Regions from separate parts of the Pan troglodytes genome. Here region 2 is linked to region 1. A link is a contact called in public Hi-C data. All regions are on one chromosome and are shown on one strand. Each heading gives the region's core, a stretch centred on a gene start, on an enhancer-like site or on the middle of the called end of the contact. The rest is flanking DNA. Distances are from core to core; before and after follow the strand shown. Region 1 holds the start of SPRY4 (sprouty RTK signaling antagonist 4). Region 2 overlaps LOC107974888 (a long non-coding RNA gene).

The links. Hi-C and Micro-C count contacts between places; a contact is called where the count stands out from the background.
Region 2: a Hi-C map of stem cell-derived neural progenitor cells shows a contact between it and region 1, with 2.2 times the contacts expected there. The contact joins the enhancer-like site here to the promoter of SPRY4 in region 1. A contact is called at or near these places in 2 of 7 Hi-C or Micro-C datasets (induced pluripotent stem cells and stem cell-derived neural progenitor cells).

Annotation. Positions count from the first base shown.
Region 1 is chr4:140,041,769-140,046,229 of NHGRI_mPanTro3-v2.0_pri, reverse strand. SPRY4 (sprouty RTK signaling antagonist 4) reads left to right here and starts at 2,693. Exons shown (of 4, transcript XM_527058.8): 1 at 2,693-2,795; 2 at 4,436-4,461. LOC104006586 (a long non-coding RNA gene) reads right to left here and starts at 4,283. Exons shown (of 4, transcript XR_010157338.1): 1 at 4,097-4,283.
Region 2 is chr4:140,141,157-140,145,446 of NHGRI_mPanTro3-v2.0_pri, reverse strand. The region is part of intron 1 of LOC107974888 (a long non-coding RNA gene); the gene reads right to left. Among named protein-coding and RNA genes, the nearest start is that of SPRY4, 100 kb to the right of the region's middle. Within about 2 kb of position 2,021, at least 6 of the 24 cell types and tissues checked have an H3K27ac peak or open chromatin away from gene starts, as enhancers often do. A contact at or near this core is called in induced pluripotent stem cells and stem cell-derived neural progenitor cells, where this site is marked.

The DNA.
Region 1 (4,461 bases), core at 1,444-3,943:
TGAAACGCTGAACCGGAAAGCTTAGGAGGTAGTGCCAGGCCAGAGTTCTAACCTCTTGTTCTGACACATCGTCTCTTCCTCAAAGGACTAGGGTCCCCAAGGCTGTTTCCTGGTTCTGGGCCTTCTACCACTGAGCTCAGCCTGGCTGAGTCTGAATTCTGCAGATCTGAGCTCTGGGGAACCTTCTTGAGGGCCTCAGGCTGTGCCCCCCTCCTTTGCTCTCTGTACTTTGTATGCACTGCTGATGTTAACTGTAATTAAGTGATTCTTTGATCAACTATTTGTTTAATGTCTATCTCCCGAACTTGACTATAAATGGTAGGAGTCCAGAATTTCTACACAGGTGGAAGGAAATAATCTGTTTGGGTAGGGGGGCCTTTGCTTCCATTGCTTAATACTTACTAAGGTTGAGAAATGTCAACTGAACACAGAAATGAATGGGGGTTCTGATGGAGATTGTAGGAAGAAAACACATGCCATCCTCACCTCTCCATGCCCTCCCTGTGGCATCACCACTGACTATAAGCCCTATAAGAGCAAAAATTGTGTCTGTCCCTTTTCTCACTATAACTGTTAACAGCTGGCACTATGCCTGAAACATAAGAAGTGTGTCACAAAAATAACACCAAAAAAACAATTTTTTGTGGAATAAATAAAATTTTTAAATGGAGCCTTGCACTTCTGGTCTGCAAAAGAGGGGTGACACAATCAAGACCCATTTTTTTTTTTTTTTATTTTAGACGGAGTCTCGCTCTGTCACCCAGGCTGGAGTGCAGTGGCGCGATCCCGGCTCACTGCAAGCTCCGCCCCTCCAGGTTTAAGCAATTCTCCGTCTCAGCCTCTGGAGTAGCTGGGATTACAGGCGCATGCCGCCATGCCCGGCTAATTTTTTTGTATTTTTAGTACAGACGGGGTTTCACCATCTTGGCCAGGCTGGTCTTGAACTCCTGACCTTGTGATCCACCCGCCTCAGCCTCCCAAAGTGCTGGGATTACAGGCATGAGCCACCGCACCCAGCCAAAGACCCAGCTTTTTGAAACAATTTTACATATGAAAACATGCTGCACATACAACTGGCATACAGTAAGTGCTCCAGAAGTGACTGTCATTGAATTGGAATTCCTGCCTCTCCTCAATCCCACTAACTCCAGGTCCTAGCAAGCCTAGGAGATTAATAAAAGAACAAAGCTCAAAACTGAACCTACTCTACTCCCCTGGCCACAATCTGGTGGGAGTGAGGCTGTTTTTATTGGAATCAGGGTAAAAGATTGTCATTAGCCCTGGCAGGAATGCAAGGTTGTTAGGATGTGCCTCTAGCAGGAAAGTTATACCTGGGGAAGACATCGAGTAGCTTTGGAATGAACAGAGTCAGATGAAGCAGAAAAACAAATCCAGCACAGGCCTACCGGCCACCCAATCCTAAAGAAGGAACATGATGTCTTCACCCTGCAATGGAGCAAATGCTCTGCATTCCCCAACCACCTTTCGTTCTGTCCCCTCACCCCCTAAACTGTGGCCCCAGGGCTGCTGGAGAGGTTTAAAACACAAATCAGAATGTGTCAGACCTTGCTTAAAATCCTTAATAGGATGACATCTGAATTCCTCACCAGGCTCACTTCAAACTTGCTCATAAAGCTGTGGCCACAGAGGCCTTCTGTCAGTACCTCTAATATGCCAGGCTTTTCCCACACACGGCCTCCACCCATGCTCCCTCTGCCTGAGATGTTTCTCCAGTCCTCCCTCAGATTCACTTCTCAGTCTTTGGGTCTCAACTCACAACTAGAAGCCGCCCTCTCAGAGACATTCCCTGATGACCAAATCAGAATCAGCTCCTTCCACCATCCCCCACCTCCCCGGCAAGCAACATACCCCAGAGAAAGCTCATTTCCCTCCTAGCACTTAGAACCTCATGTTGCAGTCTGTCTGTCTGTCTGTCTTTTCAAAAGACTGTGAGCTTCACAAGGGCAGGGAGGGCTGTCTGTCCCTCACCACTGAGTCTCCAGAGTCAGGGCAGGCCCCACTACAGAATCGATCAATGAATGAGTGAATGAATGAATGAATGAATGAAATTTTCATAACTGCTGCTCCAAACCATTCCTCAGCTTAGGTTCCAAGCACAACCAGAATATGACCTCCAGAGCCCTTCTAGACGCTCTGAATCTCGCTGTACTTAAGCATCAGAGGCCCCTCCCAGCTCAAGATTGGGAGCTCCTCCTTCTCCCCACCACAGGCTGGGGTCTCCTCGCATTCTCTTTCAGGGAAGCTGAGAAAGACTATGAAATGTAATCCTGTCTGTCTCCTGAGTTTCTCTAATAAAGAAAACAGGATAGCAACCCCCCTCCCCGCGGCTCCTCCAATCCTCCTTTTCTGCCATAGATTTAAGATTTATTTATTCCCATCCTTCTAATTGTTTCAGCAAGGGCCATGGGTGAGCACCAGCTGGAAAATTACTGCTTCAGCTTTCATTGTTTAAAATGCTTAAATGACATGCGAGAAACAGGTTTTTAGGTCTGTGATGCTGAGAAGGGTTGGTAGCAAAGCCAGGTTGCAAAGACCTAGAAAATCAGTGCTACAATTTACCAGCTCTTCCATATACCCGGTGCAGGACCCTTGGCCTCAGTTCCTACAGCTGACAGAGAGGGCGATACTTAACTTCAACACCCTTAAAAGGAAGTCCTGCACAGCTGTACCCATTTTTCTGGCGAAGAGTTCTCTTGGTCTTAGAGAAAGGTCTCGCCCCTGAAAGGAAGGCTGAGGTTCCCTAGGGGAGAGTCTGCTCTGCCCTCAGGAGCTGGGTAAGTACACGGAGAGGTGAGCCGAATGGTGAGAAGGCATTTTAGGCTAGGACTCGGTGACCTTGGGCTGCCTGTCTCTAGAGTCCCAGCCCCAGCCCTAGGCCAGACCTCAGCCCTGGGCTGGGAGCCTTTCATTGGTTCCTCTGACAACAGCCAAGCACAATCCTATAGTGGCGTAGGAAGAAAAAGACTGCCACACAATCTCCCCGTGAGGCCAGAACAGCGGCAAGACAGATCTTACAAGGGACTCAGGGCCAAGCCCTGGCCCAGACTCTGCTCTTATCCACGCCTCAAAGCCACCCCCCGCCCCGGACTTCCCGGAGGCTACAGGCTCCTCCGTTCCAGGGAGGAGCAGGGCCTGCTGCGAGGGCTCCCCGCCTTCCTGGAGTCAGGCCTAATGGCGGGGGCTTTTCTTTCACCGGCTTGAGCTGATCCTCACCCCCGCCCCCCAACGCCACCATCATTAACAGCAAAGAAAGGATCCCCAGCCATTTCCATTTCCTCTGCGGCTCAAGAGCCCCGTTGTTATTTAATCCTGAGGCCACCCCGGCAGCATCCTCGGCGCAGCCGGCTCCACCCATCCACCTGGCCAGTTCTCGGCCGCTCCCACTTCCCCGGAGGGGAGGCTGGTGAGAGGTGGGGGATATTGGGGAAAGGCGCCTACAACAGCGAAGGGCCGTGGGCCTTCGGTGGACCGAGGCTCCTCAGGCCAGCGTCCTGTGAGGGCTGGGAAACCGACTGGGACAGAGAGAGGACACCTAGCTAGGGCGACAGAGAGCGGGCAGACGCCCGGGCACTGCGGACATTGCACTGGGGCGGGGGGCTGGGGGAACGCTGGGAGGCGAGGGCCAGGCTTCCTCTGGCTGAGTTGCCAGAATCGCCCCGGGGGGTACTGGAGCCGGAAGAGGCCTGGGCCCAGTCACTGTCTACACCCAAGAAATGGGGGGAGGGGCGGCCAGCACTCACGAGAGATTCAGCCTCAGGAAAAAGAACCAGATTCACTCACCAATCCTCACCCCACCCTTTGATATGAATGATGGACATTTTCCTAATTTTTGGTAAACGCAGCTTCAAGACCCCTCCCGCCTGGCGTCTCTGGCCTAGAGCAAGAGAAGGCCCCCAGTAGGGGTCCTCCCGCCCCCCCCTTTTGACTGCCTGCGGGGGGCAGAGATCCCCAGATCTAGGTGTGTCCTCCCCCACCCTGCTCTCAACCCGGGATCCGGAGGCCGCAGCGCCCCCCACCCCCCAGCGACACTGACGGTTCCTGCCCAGGCCCGCAGTGGCGTGAAGGTGGCCTTTACCTCCTCTCGCAGGCTGGGAGGGGGTGCAGCCCGCGCAGCTGGCCCAGCTGCAGCAGTCGCCGCCGCCCTCCATTCATTTAAAAAAAAAAAAAAAGGCAACAACAACCTCCACTGGAACCTCCACCCCTCTTTGTAAAAGAACGACGGCTCCTGGTGGAGCTTGAGCCAGTCCCAGCAATCACGGGTTAAGATCTTTTCCCGCCCCCCATTCATAAAAAAAGGAGCGGAGCGCATGCGCGCTCAGGGTCTGTTGTGCCCACCCATTCATAGAATCGCGAACGGCACGCGTGCGCACTGGCGCTCCCTTCCCTCCCATTCATAAAAAAGCCATTTTCCCAGGCAGTGGTTGCAACATCGCCGCGGAG
Region 2 (4,290 bases), core at 772-3,271, 100 kb before region 1:
GGGCAGTTTCTTGACTGTTCTATCCCTTCCCAAGAAGACTCCAAACAGAAACTGTACCCAACTGGTATCCATGACAGTAATTGCAACTCAAATTGGTGAGAAAGTCACTTAACAGCCAGAAAAGGCAGGAGTGATTCCCAGCTCCTCTCCTTCACCAGCCTGGAGCTCCGTAGGTTATTTATCCTCTTGGAGCCATAGTTCCATTTGCTATGAATGGTGGTTAATACCTTTTAATATAAATAAGTGAACATATTGTAAGGAACATATTATATATCATGCAAACATTTGTTATAACTTTGGGCTCCAAGTACTATAAAACTGTGATAGGATTCAGGAAACCACTCCCTTGAATGGATCAACAGCAGGAACTGGGAGAGTGACAGAATGGGCTTGCCAAGAGATTACAGACCTGACTGAAGAGACAGCACATAAACATCTGCCGACAGTTCATCACAGACTCAGTCAAGGATATAAAACTTGGTGGGGCCAGGTGGGTACGCAGAATAGGGGCAGATGCTGTGGATCTTTTTCTTGTCTGCCATGGGTGGGCCCTGGCATTCAAAAGTTGAGTAGTTGATATGGTGGCATTCTTCCCCCAAGGGTCCTATTGGATTAAGACTGCTAAAGTTTTGTACCTAACAGCCTGCCCCCCCCTCCATATATGTGCATACCTGCTGACCGTCTGCAGGGAATGTTCAGTAGACCTACCAGCTCCCCACCTGTCAGCTCCTTCACATCCTTTGCGTCTGAGTTCAGATGGGCCTCCCCATTCTGCTTCTCTACTACAGCATCCTCGCCATTCCCTCCACAGCGGGTTCCCAGTGGATGGCCACATGTTCCTGTTTTACATCTTGGCGGTCTCTTCCCATGGACCATAAACCACAAAAGGGCAGGGCCTTGTTTGTTGTGTTTACCCAGTGCGTGGCCATGAACTGCTCAACAAATGTTTATCGATTGAACATACAGATGGATGGATGAATGAATGAACAAATGAACTGATCAAAGGAAGGACTAAAGAGAGGGAAGAATTGCTTCTCAACACTGGGAGATATACATTCAGTAAAAGTAGCAGTATTCTGGTGGAAAAATTTGAGGCTAAACTTCAGGATTATGAATCCATGGTTTTATTAATACCTGTTTGGAGAAAATGACAGAGAACTCTTAACCAATTCATCTGTTCTGGTGGTTTGTGCAACTTAAACATTGCCTTCTTAAGTCTTTGGAGGGGACCATGGAGCTGACCAGTCTCCCAGGATGACCTTGTGGGGCCCCAGGCAAGGCTGGACAGGCAAGCGTCTCTACCGCCACTTGAAACCTTTAACCCAACTCCAACGGGGCTGGAAGGGCCTAGAATCTTGAGAGTAGCTCCCCTGGGAATGAGCTCACAGAATTACTATTCCCCTCAAATGCAAAGAGCCAAACCGCTGAGTATGCACCATCCAAACTCAAGGCTGTAGCTCACTGGGCAAAAGGGAGGTCATGGTGCAGAATGCTGGATGCTGCAGCCCCTGGAGAGGGGATAAAAAAAATCAACCCCAGACACAGCTAAGCTTTGAGGGACATGATGGGTACACCTGAGGCTTTGCTGCCCAGCCTTAAGAAAATGTTTATGAAGAAAACCAGAGGGGAAAGAAAGAGGGGGGAGGTCGATGATTAAAAATACAACTAGAGCCACAGGAGAGGAAATGTCTCCGCTATGACTCCCAGCAGGTCACTATTGTGGATGAGAAGTAATACCACTTGAAAAGCGCCAAACAGGAAGGAATGGCATGAGGGGGGAAATGAGAGATCGGACTAGGCCAAAAAAAAATTTTTTTTGTTTAAAAACAAATGTCCTTTAGAGCAAAACTGTTCTATAGGGAGATACCTCATCACAAGTTTCTCTCTCTGTTTTAGAGCATTTTCTTCCCTGGTGTGCATTCTTTTTGACTTTGGCAGGGAGGAGCAGGCCCTCTCTGCTTCTCTCCCCCTTTCTTTTTCCTGTTTTCTCTTTGGCCACCTCACAGGCTTCCTACACCTTCTGGATTCCAAGAGCATCCTGAGGATATTTACTCGCAGGAAGCCAGGCAAGGAGGGAATTGACACAGTCATTAGGTGACATAAGCCTGCTGACAAGCTGCCAGCTCAGCCTACTGGATATATAACTGAAAAGCCAGCGTTTCACTCAAACTAGGTCACCTCCAAGCGCTGTGGATGTCAGCGGGGAGTTCACCACAGACCGAGAACTGAGGAGCCAAGAGGTTAGTGGTTTCCCCTGGGGACAAGCGGAGGTCACACAAGGGGAAGACAAAGACAAACAGGGGAATTTGTGAGAATGGACAAAGCGGAAGACTGGGAGTGAGGCATCCATAGGCAAGTGGATTTCTAAAAGCAAGCTGTAGAGATCTGGCCGTTGAGGTCTGAGCAGGCCACGGAAGCATATCCTGTGCCACTTATGTGGCATTTGGCACTCTGTTTTCATGCACTCACTTCTATTTGCTTGCTAAGTATTCTCTCCGTTGAACTACAAAAGTTCCTCCAAATAAAGTGTCAATTCCTTGTGTCTATTAATATTTTGTCGTGTCTTCAATTTCACCAAATACTGAGCCAGACCCAAAGCTGACATTTAATAAATGCCTGATGATTGTGCGATTGTGGAAAAAAAAAAAAAAAAAAACAAAACAGAGTGAATCTGATGAACACATGGACTACAGAGTGAGTCAAACTTGAGTTTGACAGTTGGCTCCATTTGTTGTTAGCTGTATCCCTTTGAGTAACTTCTCTAAGCTCTGCATGCGTCAGGCTCCTCATTTACAAAGTAAGGATGTCGTATTGCCCATCTCATCTGGTTCTTGTGAGGATTTGGAGAGGAAGTATGTATTATGGGCCTGGCACAAAGTAAAAATTCAATAACTGTGGACTATTATTAAATTTCAGTTACTATGACCACTGTGGTTGATGATAGGCTACTCCCTGGCTTTGGGTTTTCCTGAGAGCCTCCAGGCCTGTCTGGGTTTTGCTCTTAACAGAACACCTGAAAAGTACCCAGCCAGGGTGCCTAAATCTGCCAACCTGGCAGACTTAGGATGAGAGCAGCAATAGGTGAATCGTGTCCAACTGAAGACAGACTCCCTTCTGAATCGGTGATAGGCTGGCAAGATACACCAGTTTTCAGCAAGGCATTTTATGTCATCTGTCATTTCACCCTTGTGGTTAATGACAGAGGAAATCAGATGATAACACAACGAAATGGAATGTTAACGGGTGGAATATCCACATGAGCACTGCTCAGACTGTGCTCTCTACAACATTTATATACAGGTTATCATGGCAGGGAAGGGGAGAGCCTCATGGTCAGTTATGTTTGGAAAATTACATCTAACAACTTCTTCTCAGAGTTTGTGATATGCTCATAAGCATCATGAGCCTTCCAGAAGGGATTACGGTAGACAGCACTATCTAAACATATTTGATTACAGGGCTCTGGTTGGTTTGGGGTTGTTTTGTATAAATTTAAGAGGTACAAGTGCAATGTTGTTACATGGATATATTGTGTAGTGGTTAAGTCTGAGCTTTAGTGTATCCATCACCCAAATAATGGATGTCGTACCCATTAAGTAATTTCTCATTATCCACCCTTTTCTCCTTCCCCACCCTTCTGAGTCTCCAGTGTTGCTCACAGGGCTCTGTTATTGAGTATCCTTCAGGCTGGTATTCTTCAGAATATGCTTTGAACCAGGTGTGGTGGCCAGTGCCTGTAGTCCCAGTTACTCAGGCTGAAGCAGGAGGATCAAGGCCAGCCTGGTCAATATAGCAAGACCATGTCTCAATCAATCAATCAATAGCCTGCCAAAGGTGACCTCAAGAGAGGATATTGGAAAAAAAAAAAAAAAGGAATATGCTTTGAGAAATGCTCATCCATGTTCAAAGGAGATGTGACACCAACCCTGGCAGGAGTAACTGAGGGGCATGTCGTTGGCTCTGTCTTTGACCCTGTCTGGTTCAACATCATTAATTTGCTGGCATGCTGATCAGATTTGAAGATGACCCTAAACTAGGCAGGGAGTCTGAGAGGGGAGATGGTATAATCAGGACGATGGACTAACAAGATACTTTATAGAAATAAATAACAGGAACAGATCCCGCATACATAGTCCAGAAACCACACAAACCATCCAGGATGGTGGAAGATAGTACATGTGAAAAAGACTCATGTAGTACATGTGAAAAAGACTCAGGACTCTGGTGACTGTGGAGAGAGAGAGAACAAAAAGCTGGCAGCCAGGCGCGGTGGCTCACACCTGTAATCCC